Linked DNA regions of Anas platyrhynchos: region 2 is linked to region 1. Evidence: chromatin contacts called from public Hi-C data. All regions are on one chromosome and are shown on one strand. Each heading gives the region's core, a stretch centred on a gene start, on an enhancer-like site or on the middle of the called end of the contact. The rest is flanking DNA. Distances are from core to core; before and after follow the strand shown. Region 1 holds the start of ARID2 (AT-rich interaction domain 2). Region 2 holds the start of SCAF11 (SR-related CTD associated factor 11).

The links. Hi-C and Micro-C count contacts between places; a contact is called where the count stands out from the background.
Region 2: a contact with region 1 is called in a Hi-C map of subcutaneous adipose tissue, with 1.9 times the contacts expected there. The contact joins the promoter of SCAF11 here to the promoter of ARID2 in region 1. A contact is called at or near these places in 2 of 8 Hi-C or Micro-C datasets (skeletal muscle and subcutaneous adipose tissue).

Annotation. Positions count from the first base shown.
Region 1 is chr1:32,559,095-32,564,603 of IASCAAS_PekinDuck_T2T, forward strand. It overlaps ARID2 (AT-rich interaction domain 2), which reads left to right and starts at 2,381. Exons shown (of 21, transcript XM_005009952.5): 1 at 2,381-3,426; 2 at 3,587-3,680; 3 at 4,839-4,936. The coding sequence starts at 3,335. It overlaps LOC113843579 (a long non-coding RNA gene), which reads right to left and starts at 2,327. Exons shown (of 5, transcript XR_011807233.1): 1 at 817-2,327.
Region 2 is chr1:32,714,956-32,720,919 of IASCAAS_PekinDuck_T2T, forward strand. It overlaps SCAF11 (SR-related CTD associated factor 11), which reads right to left and starts at 2,778. Exons shown (of 15, transcript XM_072034133.1): 1 at 2,645-2,778. LOC106017383 (a long non-coding RNA gene) reads left to right here and starts at 3,295. Exons shown (of 2, transcript XR_003497046.3): 1 at 3,295-3,967; 2 at 4,114-5,151.

The DNA.
Region 1 (5,509 bases), core at 1,131-3,630:
TGTCATTCAGTACAGGTTCGCCAGAATCCCACGGGCACGGTCCCCTCCGCCCGGGCTGCGCCGCCAACAGCGCCTCCCGCCCGGGCAGCCCCCGCCGGGCCGGGCCGTGCTCCCGCAGCCCCCGGAGCCCTCGGACGGGGGCGAGCTGAGCCCCGCAGCCGGTGCGGGCAGCGCCGAGGCCGCCGCCTGCCTCCTTTTCCCTTCCCTTCCCTTCTCTACCCCTCCCTTCCCCTCCCCTCCCCCGCGCCGCAGCTCCGGGCTGAGGCAGCCGCTGACTCGCTGGCTGCTGGCGTCCCCCCTCTCCTCCCTCCCTGCCCGCCCCCCCCCCCCCCCCGCGCACACTTGGTAGAAAAGTCTCCTCTCGGCGGCGGGAGGGCGGTGAAAATCCTCCGCTCTCCTCCCTCCGCGCCGTAACGCGAGCGAAGCCGCCGCCTTCTGTTCCCTCAGCCTCGGCCAAGTCGGCGTTTTGTTGACAGGCTCTGCCGGGCACAAAATGGGGCTGCCGCCGCTTCCATGGGCGCCGCCATTTTGTGAGGAGCCGCCGCCGCCGCCGCGCTGCCTGCAGCCGGAGCCGCAGCCCCGGCCCCAGCCCCAGCCCCAGTCCCAGCCTCGGCCGGCGGCGGCCCCGGGCGCGGCGGGGCGGCGGCGGCGGCGGCCGGGGTCCGTGTAATGGTTGAATAAAGTGACCCCCTCCAGGGAATCCCCAGCTGGCGGTTACGTAAGGGACCGTGCGCAATTGCCGAGCATGGAGACCCACCTCACCTCACCTCGCCTCGTCTGTCCGCCCCGCTCCGCTCTGCTCCGCCACCCACTCACCTCCGCCGCCCGCCCCTCGCCGAGGGGAGACCCCCCGCTCGGGAGGAATTTGGAGGCGAGATTAAAAACCACCGCCCTCTCCCGCGAAGGAAGGTTTAGCTGCGTGTGCCCGAGCGAGCGGCTTAGCCCCCTCAATCGCTTGTTTGTTTTAAGCCTCGCCCGTTCGCGTTATCCCGGCTTTGGGAGCCTGCTGCTGAAATCGCAGGGACGCGAAGTGTCACAGGCAGGGGCTTGCTGCAGCTCTCCTTCAAGCCTGGGGGGCAGGGGGGGCACCCAAGGCTACAGGGGACAGACACTGCTCGCCTTGCATTGAAATTGACGCACCACCAGCCCATCCGCGCAGAGAGGGCAATTTTCAATATTTATTGATTTGAAACCGAGGGATCTCTTTTCTACCCCCCCTGTTCCCCCCCCATAAGTGTGACCCAAGGACAAATCTTACCAACCATCTTGCTCTATTTCTGTCTTTTTATATTCAAGCTGAAACAGCATTCAAGTCAAAAAGAAAAACAAAAAATCCTCAAAAAAATGTTTTATTTCCTGAAGTTAGTTAGTACATGGAATAGAAAGGAATTATAGTTCTCCCTTAAGTGCTCACTTGGGGCCATAATGTGCCATTGATTTCAAAACAGAGCTCCTTACTGACTTTAATGAGGAGTTCTGCTTAAAGAAAACTAAAGGCCCAATCTGGCCCTGAATTTCTGTGTGCTGGTTGTGAGGGACCCACGCTCCTTCAGCGCCCCTTAAACTGGGACAGGCGCTCACCTGGAGCTCTGTTTACTTGTAGGGAAAGACAAATGCCTGCCTGGACCCCACCGCTTCAGCTGGGGAGCGGATTTTGGACAGCAGGCACCACTGGCTGCGCAGGCCCCTTCTGCTCCCACCTGCTCCGCAGGTGTGACCGCAGTGCAGGTTCTCCCCTGGGCTCCCAGGCGCTGGATACACGTGATGAGGAAAATATTTACAAATACTGCGCGCGCCATATGCAAAGGGGAGAGCGGGCCGCCGCTTTTGGCTACCGCCAGCCCAGGGTGAGGGCCGAGGCCTTTCTCCTTGCATAATTCTACACTTTAAGCGATACACAGAAACATATATGCGGCTTAGATTGAGTAGAGCAGCCCTAAAGCTCTTTGCTTACAGGGCAGAGCGCCTCTGAGAGGGAAAAAAATATATATATATATTTATGGAGCGAGGCAGAGTTCAGGCCCCTGCTGGCAAACCTCCCCGGGGCAGCCCTGCTGGGGAAGGCTCCTCTTCGGGGAAGTTTGGAGCCCCCTCGGCCCGGAGCGGGGGGCTCCGGCCGGCCCTGCCGCACAGCGCCTCCCCGCCCCCACCCCGCGCTGCCCGGGGAGATTTCCTGTCCTTGGGAACACCTCGGGCCGGGGGACTCCACAAAGTTTTTCAAAAGTCAAAATCCGCCAGTGCCCCCTTCCGTTGTTGTTTTTCTCTCTCTCCCCCCCACCCCCCACCCATCCACCCCTTGAACTCGAGGCGCTCGGCGTGAGCCCGATTAAAAAAAAAAAAAAAAAAAAAAAAAAAAAAGGAGGAAAAAAAAAAAAAAAAAACACCACGGCCCCGCTCCGCTCTGCGAGCCCACCTCTGCTGCCCTCCCCCCGGAGCAGCGAGCGGGGAGCGGCCGCCGTGGCGAGCCCGGCGCGGAGGGCGCGTTTCCCCGGCCCCCGGCCCTGCAACAACCGGTAGTAGCCGTTTTTTTCCTCCCCTCTTCTCCCTCTCCCTCGCCTCTTTCCGCCCGGCTTTGTGTGAAGTTTGCGGCACATTGCAGATGAGCCCTTAGCGGCGAGAGGAGCCTATTGTTCCCCGCCAGGAACTGCTTGCTGGGGCTGCGCTGGCTTTTGCCTTCGGAGCTGCCTCGTGCAGTACCGGGAGCGGCCTGCGGGGCCCGCTGTGTTGCGCTCTCGTCCAGGCAGAAGCACGGCGGCCTCAGATCTTTTTGTCTGAGAGAGAAGAGAAGTGAATCCTGCTGCCGCCGCCACCGCCGCCGCCGCCGTAGCTGTACAGTGTGTGTGTGCGAGAGAGCGAGCGAGGGAGCGAGCGAGGGAGAGGGAGATCGCATGGAGCCGCGGCTGTAACACACACACACTGTCAATACCTCACTCCGGCTCCCCCCCCACCCCACCACAACAGTAACCCAATTCATTGTGTGATCCAGCAGCACCATGTTGAGTCTCATGTGCAGGCTGGATCGGTTGGGTTCGTGGTGCTGAGAGAGGCAGCAGCAGCGGGAGGAGGAATTACTGAGAGGTGCCCCTCTCCCTCCCTGTCTCTTTGCCTGTGTGTTGTGTGGAGACAGGACTCGCAATTACCACACTCTCTGGGCTCCCTTATTCCTTTTAAACTTTTTTTTAAACAAGCCCCTCTCCATGGCTGATCCCCGGCCGAGCACGGGCACCTGGGTCTCTTAAAGACAAGGAGGAGCCGGGGATTGTTGTTGTTGTTGTCGGCCGTTTTTTTTTTTAAATTGGATTTTTTTTTTAAGAGGACCTTTTTTATTACAAAAATGGCAAATTCGACGGGTAAAAACCACGCAGACCAGCGGAGAAAGGGACTCGCTTTCCTGGACGAGCTGCGGCAGTTTCACCACAGCAGAGGGTGAGGAAAATGGGGAGATGGAACGGGAGGGGGGGAGGCTTTTAAACCGACCAGATCCAACTTCCAGCCCCTTCCCTGAAGGACACGGCAGCCCCAGCGAGGGGAGAAAAGGGGGCAGAGCTGACAAGTTGTGGTGTTTTGTGTGTATCTCCTTTGGCAGGTCTCCTTTTAAGAAGATCCCTGTGGTGGGTGGGAAGGAGCTGGATCTTCACGCTCTCTACACCAGAGTCACCACTTTAGGCGGATTTGGGAAGGTGAGTGGAAGTTTTAATTTGGCTTTCCCTCCCGCTAACCTCTTCCCAAAAGTCTCCTCTGACCCCCGGGGGCGGCGGGGGGAGCCGGGGTGGCCGGGAACCGTCCTATTTAAAGCCGGTTAGAGAAGGTGGGGGGTGGAAGAAGGAAGCAAGCAGGCAGGCAGGTTGGTGCCTTGGCCTTGTCGGCGGAGCGATGGAGGGGGATCCGGGGGTCCGGCGGAGCCCCTGGCCGGCCCCCCCCCCGCCCCCGGCCGGGCCCCGGCCCCCTGCCCCCCGTCGCCGGGGGAAGGCGAGGGGGGAGCGGGGCGTTCGGGGCCGTGAGGGGCAGTTTGTGTCGCCTGTGGTCGCAGCTTGTGTGTGCGCCTCTGAGAGGGAGAGACGGAGAGAGGAGAGAGTCTGAGCGCAGTTTTAGTGCAACTCAAAATTAGCGGGCATGTTTAACATCGATAATCGGCACGGAGCATGGGCTAGGGAACGAGCCTCGCGGCCGGGGGGGGGCCAGGCGCTGCCCTCCGAGCCCTTCCCGGGGAAAAATAACAAAAGGGGCACCCAAGACGGTGTGTAATCAAATAGCCATCTTTAGGCTTCAAGGCTAGGGACAGAAATGTAGGCCTCAAAAGAAAGGCCTCTCTGTGGCTGGGGAGCTGCCGCGGGGGGACCCATCGGGAGGGCTCCCCCGCTCCCCCGCACCCCGCAGCCCAGGGGGCGCCCCCTCCCCGCCTCGCCTGCCTTTATTTTAAACTTCTTTGGGTTTTTAACGGACCGCGGTAGGATTTAAAAGGGGGCGACAGAGGGACTCCCGATTGGTTATTGTCCAGGCAGTAAAAACAACAACAAACAAACCCCAAAACGCTGCGGGCCCTCCCGGCCGTGCCCCCCGAAAGGAGGCAAAACACAACCAGCCGGGAAGATGTCGGCGAGGAGCGGGATTGTTCCCGAAGGGGGAATATTAGCGGCTGTCAGTAACAAATGCAGTCCCAAACCCCATAGACATTCCTCTTTATTATTAGTACTATTTTCTCCATATATTTATCTATTTGCTTCGTGGCAGCTCGTAGGTTTTTTTTTTTTTTTTTTTTTTTTTTTGCGATGTTTGCTGTCGACGAGGTGTTTGTGTGTACGTTGTGTATCTCGGCCCCTGTGTGTTGTTTTTGACAGGTATCTGAGAAGAATCAGTGGGGAGAAATTGTAGAGGAGTTTAACTTTCCCAGAAGTTGTTCTAACGCTGCCTTCGCTTTAAAACAGTATTACTTGCGGTGAGTGCTATCAAGCTGTTGCAGTAGTATTTTTGAGTGTGGGATTATATTGGGTTGTCGGTGTGTGCAATAATAAAAATACCCCTACTCTTAAAAAAAAAAAAAGCTACAAAATAAACCAGAAAGGACTTCTAATTCCTTATTTGTCTGCTGCAGTGATCACTTAAAGGTAATTATGTTCTGCAGTTATTTTATTTGTATTTTACAGATGCAAGCCTTAAACTTTCAGGGGATCCTAAGTATATAAACAATCCATGTCAGAGCCATTTTAATTGATTATTTTAGAACGGTGGTACTAAAGGACAGTTACTAAGAGATCCTGGTATTGTAGTTACAGAAACTTAGTTTAATTTTTGAAGCACTGAAATGTGTTCCTATATGTAAACTTGTTTACTGTTCAGTGGGGTCAGACATTGAAGGAAAATGCATCTGTAGGAAGATATCCAAAGCAGTCTAATTTATACTGTTATCAATTACCAGCAGCATACATTATGTTTTATTTTAGAGTACAAAGATAAATATTTTTTTTTCCTGTTACTTGAAAAATAGTAGATTTTTGCAGTTTTTAAAAAT
Region 2 (5,964 bases), core at 1,528-4,027, 160 kb after region 1:
GCAACGTGAAGATATGCCTACATGTGTACATGTATTTGTGACCTTACTAAATGCCTTTAATACAAGTTCATTTTAATCTTGCTACTTAGTAGATAATTAGATGCAGTATTTTGATCATCCTTTGTCATGTCAGCTAACAACTTTGCCAGCCCAGAAATGACAACTTTCACATTTGGTTAAGTTTAATTAGTTTTCCTTAAGCCGTTTAGTTGGAGAAACAATCAGAAGTGCCATAAAAATAAGCAGTAGTAAAGCAGTATGTTTCTACAATCAACAGGCTTTTAAAAACAACAAAACAAAACTGTCGGGGAAAAACTGTTTGTTGCATCTGGTGTGGGCCACGGAAGTACAGATCATGCATATTCAGCCTTTGAGTCCCTCCTACAGTCACTCGGCCTTCAGCACACCATCAGACCTAGACACAGGGATGTGATGGACAGCTGAACGTTAAAAGATGCACGCATTCACCTCCCACCAGCTGCAGCCCTTCGTTTGTTATTTCACGACTGCACACCGCTAACTTCCTACTCACAGGAACATCCGTGCTCAGGCGGTTCAGGACACCAGAAGCAAGCAGCCTGCAGACCCACAAAGAGATGTTCACAGCTTTCAGCTTGCAAACTGTACCTATAACCTCACTTACCAACCTCACAACCTCACTGCTGGCTTAAAAAAAAGTCACCACACTCAGATTAAGGTTGCTCCCCTTCAGGGTACAGCGGACTAGTACACACGTATGAAATAAAACGTGCCTATGCTGCTGAAAAGCCACGAACTAGTCCTTGTTCTGAGGCACTCCACATAACACTATAGCCATAAATATCAGAGGTTTCTAATGCGCATGTTAAACTTATACCTTAAAGCTCGTTCTATCTCAAAGTTGGCAAAATAGGCAGAAAAGAAAGAGAACAATGTTGAGACTTATAAAACCTACTTTAATCTCAAAAGCATTTCAGAATTCATTCATACAAGTTGTCAGCACTGAGGAATCTGCTTGGACGTCAGTACAAACTAGACCAGACGTTTCTGTTACTGTTAACTGGAAGGACATTTCTTACCCCTCGCCTTAGATTGCTGGTAAAAAAAGAACATCACAGTGCTGAAGCCATGGACTCAAGAGGCCAGGTTTCAGTAATTCTGGTACTGGTACCACAAGTCAGCCCATCCAACTTTTTCCAACAGCGTTCTGCCACTCCGCCCCATACACAACATTAACCGAAACAAACCACCCTGACGGTAATTACTATATATAGGAAACTTTAACTTCAGTTTTTGCACATTTTAGAACACTCAGGGGAATGGGAAACTGCAAATATTCAGCAAGGAATCTCTGTGACAGGTAAAAGCAGATGTTTGTAACCAGAGCAGAACCATTACATATCACAAGCAGAACCATACACAAGTTTTATAAAGCCAGAGGCTAAAACTCATGCGTGAAGTGTGACTCAAACTACAGTCAGTCAAGAGCAAAAAGAAGCTCTTTATCTCCTGGGTGGTTTAAAAGTGACAGCTGAGTAATTGTAAAACAACAAACTTACATCTCCATGTTGAGTCAAACTCAAGATCCTTCACATATTGTGCTTGAGCTGTACAAATTAACGTTGAAAAAAACTCACCAAATTCCTGGAGAAGCATTCCCTGTCTTAAAGTGATCCGAGCACAAGATAAACTAGTGCCTCCAGTTTTACTTTTCTTAGAGAAGGCCTGAAGAACATTCTGTTTTGAGACCATTTGGATGAGAGAGAAAGAGGTGTTTTTCTGAGGAGTTCTTGCCCGTTCTGTCTATTCAGAGGCAAACTTCAAGTCACGTAGACCATAAAAGAAAATTGGTTAATTTCTGACGTGGGCCATCTATCACTCTGTAGGTCAATGCATCAGCAACTGTAAACTACTGAGATAAAACCTGCTGAAGTTTGACATCGTAACTTTTAGTAAAATCCTAAACAGTACCCACCCTGCCCTCCCCCCACATTTGTCTCGTCTCCTCTAAGGAAAGCAAACAAAAGCCATTATATTCATCAAAAATTCTAAAGGAAACGTTTGGAAGAAGTTCTTGGGAACCTTTCCAAGGTTTCTCCATATGGCAAAAGAGGATGCTGGCTTTTTTGTGCACGCGCATCTCCGAATACAGCTTCCCAATTAAAAAAAGAGAAAGAAAGAGACACGGCTTACCCTGTACGATCAGCCAAATAACAGCAGCTTTTAGCCGCCGACATTTCATTTAAGAATCTCACTGTTAGGTTAGAGAAAGAAGAAACCAAGAGACTGGAGACCTCCCCGCTGCCCCACGCAGGGGAAGGTTTGGGCAGGCAGGCAGTGAACTCCTGAGGGCAGCCGCAGCTCTCTCACGGCTCCGACCCGGCGGCGAGCCAGCAGCTCGGTGCTCGAGCACGGCACCGGCCGCCAGAGTCAGCTCCGCTTCCCTGAGATTAAAGCACAGCACACACCGCGCGCAGGGGCCAGCCCAGCACAGCCCAGCCCCGCAGCCCCAGCACGGGCAGGACACCGCGGGGCACAGCGGCCCCGCCGGCCCCCCCCAGGCCCGGGAGCCTCCCGCCGGGCTGGGTCAGGCCCTGCGGGAGGGGAAGGCCCCGCCGGGCCCGGGCCGCCCCCCGGGCGCTCCCCATCCCCGCTGCCGCCGTACCTGGCGCCGTCCCCAGCATGGAGCGGAGCCCGCGGCCGTCCCCCAGCCTCGCCGCCGCCGCCGCTCGGGGGCCTCGCCCGGCTCCTGGCCGCTGCCTCCCCGCGGGCCGGGCGGCGGAGCGGGCTCAGGCTCAGCGGGCGCCGGGCCACATGGCCGCCGCCGCCACGGGACGGGACGGGGCCGGGCGCTGCCGGCGGGGCCCGCGGGGGGGCGCTGCGCGGGGAGGGAGGGGGGGAGGAGAGGGGGGAGGGAGGCGGCGTGGCGGCCGCCAGCGAGACGCCTCCAAACCGGCCCGCCCGCGGGGGCATTGTGGGAAAGGTCCTCCCGGGGGCGGGGGGCGGCACCGGGCGGGGAGGCGGGGCCGGGGCCGCGGGGCACGTGACCCGCCGCCGGGGGGCGGGGCGGGGCGGGGAGGCGCGGGGCGGGCTCGGGCGCCCCCTGCTGGCGGCGCGGCGGAGGGGCGCGGCCCCGGCCCGGGCGGCGGTGGCGTCATCACAGCGCGACGGGGGGGGGGGCAGCCCGCTCCTTCCTTCACACCCCTCCCCGCCTCGTTATTTTAATAACTTTAACCTGTGTAGAGTCGTTATTTTAATAAACTTGACCCATTTCGAGCCGTCCTTTTAATAAAGTTACCCCAAACTTGACCCAAAGCAGCCTCTGTCTGTTCGTTATTCGCGCACGGTGATGGGGGGCCATGGCCATGGCTGTGGTGATGGCGGTGGTGGTGAGGGAGCGGGGGGCTGTGGGGTGATGGCCGCACGCCCTGCAGGCTGCCCGGGCAGCAGGACGGGGGGGGTCGGGGCTTGGTGGAGTGTGGCGGCGGGTCTCTTGGGGCATGGTGGGTTAAGGGGCGTGTTGGAGGCTGTCCAGCCAGAGTGGTGGCACCTCGTTAGGGAGAATGTTAATTTAGGATTAAGTCAGAAGAGCTCGAATGAAGTAAGAGCAGCCTGTAGGGACAGCGTGTGAGAGGCAGGGGAAGGAAGGGGAGGACTGGCTTCATTAGCAGGCTGCAGGGAAATGTAATAAGCAAGCCGCCGGCCATAGGTAGGAAAGCACAGACAGAAGAAAGATGATGAAATGTGTAAGGTAAGCCTGACTTTAAGGGTTATTAAGGTTAATGAACTCCATCATCTGAAGAAAGGAATGAGCTGTTTTGAAGGATGAGATTAAAGAAAGCCCTGTTGCAGACTAAGACAGATGACTTTCGGTGCTGCATCTTGAGTAGACTGAAATCTTGAATGACCCTCAAACCAGACACTGAAGCAATTAAGAAGGGGGAGTGATGGGGTAACAGCAACACCGTGTTTGGCTATGGCCGCAGAGGTAAGGTTTTGTTGCAAGGAGGCCGTGCTACACAGAACTGCTGCATGCTTTTACTTACTATTGAGTCTTGTAGTTAAAATGACTCCTGAGTCACTTGAGACTCAGAGATGTAGTGGAAGCCCTGGTGTTTGCTGTTTCTGGCACAGGTCATGAAGATGTTGCTGTCATCCCCTCATGCTGCACAGATCATGTTGCGCAGAGGAGCCAGGGAAGCTGACGGGAGGTTTCCGTGACACAGAGGAATGCAAAGAGAAACACTCATCACATCTGAGGTGCTGTCTGTACTTTTGTTTGATCCTCTGATTGGGTATCATACATGGGTAAAAATGTGGCATCCGTATCCTTTCCAGCACTGACCTTGATACCTACTCATACAACTTCAAAAGTACGCTGTATTAGCAGAACTGCTTTGGCCCTTTCTCATCCACCTTTGGAGATGAGCAAGCTGTCTGCAGTCGAGAGAAAATCCTGGGACTTCACTGCTGTCAGCTTCTGAACTTTTCTGTGTGCCCACAAAGTTCCTGCCCTCAGAGGTTTCAAGTCCTTCCTAAACTGAAGAGATTTCCATAATAATATGGTAGATCAAGGGGAGGCAGTGGATGAAAAAGCAAGGATGAGGCAGGGCATGGTGGAGAGGAACTTTGTAGCTATCCATGAGTGCAGAAATTAGGATTAGCATAGAGTGCAGAGGGGGAATGCAAATACTTGTGTTTTGGTGTTGTAAATCTGAATTCTTAACTTTGAAGTATCCTTCACCATTGAAACGATCCTGTGCCATTTATCATCTGCAAACCATTGCAATGAGGGCAAACAAGAGATGGGCAAAACTGACTTTACGATTATTTCTTTCTCAATGTAATAAACCCAAATGAACCTGGAGTGGTATTTTTGTAGTCTCGAAGCTGCCAGTACAACACTGTGTCTCTGAAAGAGATAGGGTGAAAAAAAAAAAATAAAGTAGCAAGCTGTTCTTCCTATAGTGACATTTTTGGGATTGATTGATTAAAGCTACCAAAATATTCAATATCCAGGGAACAGAAGGACCATTGATGACATGATGTTTGTGCTCGCAGTTTTCAGATGCTCGTTTGAGCAATGAACAATTAATCTCTTTGGCTCTTGTATTCTGAGCTTTTGAGGAATGTAGGTATATTCAAATGACATTAAAAAAAGTCTGAAGTGGACTCAGAGTTGATTCAGAACTCATTCAACCTCTTTGCCCCCATGTAGGATCAGTCATGTATCCATTACTACTTTGTTCACTTTGTGCTTCAAGGCCTCTGGAGGTAGACTGTCTCTTCCAAAGCCTCCTCAGACAAGCTATTTCTCTGGTTTAAAATTTCTGCTTTTGTTAAGCTGCTCCTAATCCATAACCTGGATCCTTTCTGTTGCATCAGAAGCCCTTAGTTAAGTCCTGTCCACCACTGGCACAGGGAACAATAGATTGTTTCCTTTCTCTTTGCAACATATTTTTATCTGGTCTTAACTTTTAAAAATTCCTCCTCAGCCTTCTTTTTTAGGTTAAACAGCATTGAAAGGACTACTAAAATCAAGTACATCAGTGTCTACATGACTGTCTCTCCTGTCCAAAGGGCATGTTACTCTGGTATAAAATGAATTGTGATTGGTATGATATTTGATGTTGGTTCATATCTTTGAGGTATTTATAAGAGAGTTGCTTGATCACTTTTTTTTTATCCCCCAGAAGGTTTCTGGGAATCTCTTTCTTCCCCTTTCCAGCAATGAGTTTTGAGCTTTGCTTTCATTTCAGATTCAACTTTGGCTTGTGTTTAGATATGATGAAAAAAAAAAAAAAGACAAAAAGCAACAACAACATCAAAAAACTTGGAAATAAACTAGGTGGCTTGTCTCATTTTTCTAATAAGGTAGTAGTCAGAACTCCCTGTCTTTGGTACTTGCATTCTCATTGCTTCTTAGGGAATTTTTTATTTTGGAGTTCTGGAGCATATGTCTATATATCCAAGTAAGTAGGTTGT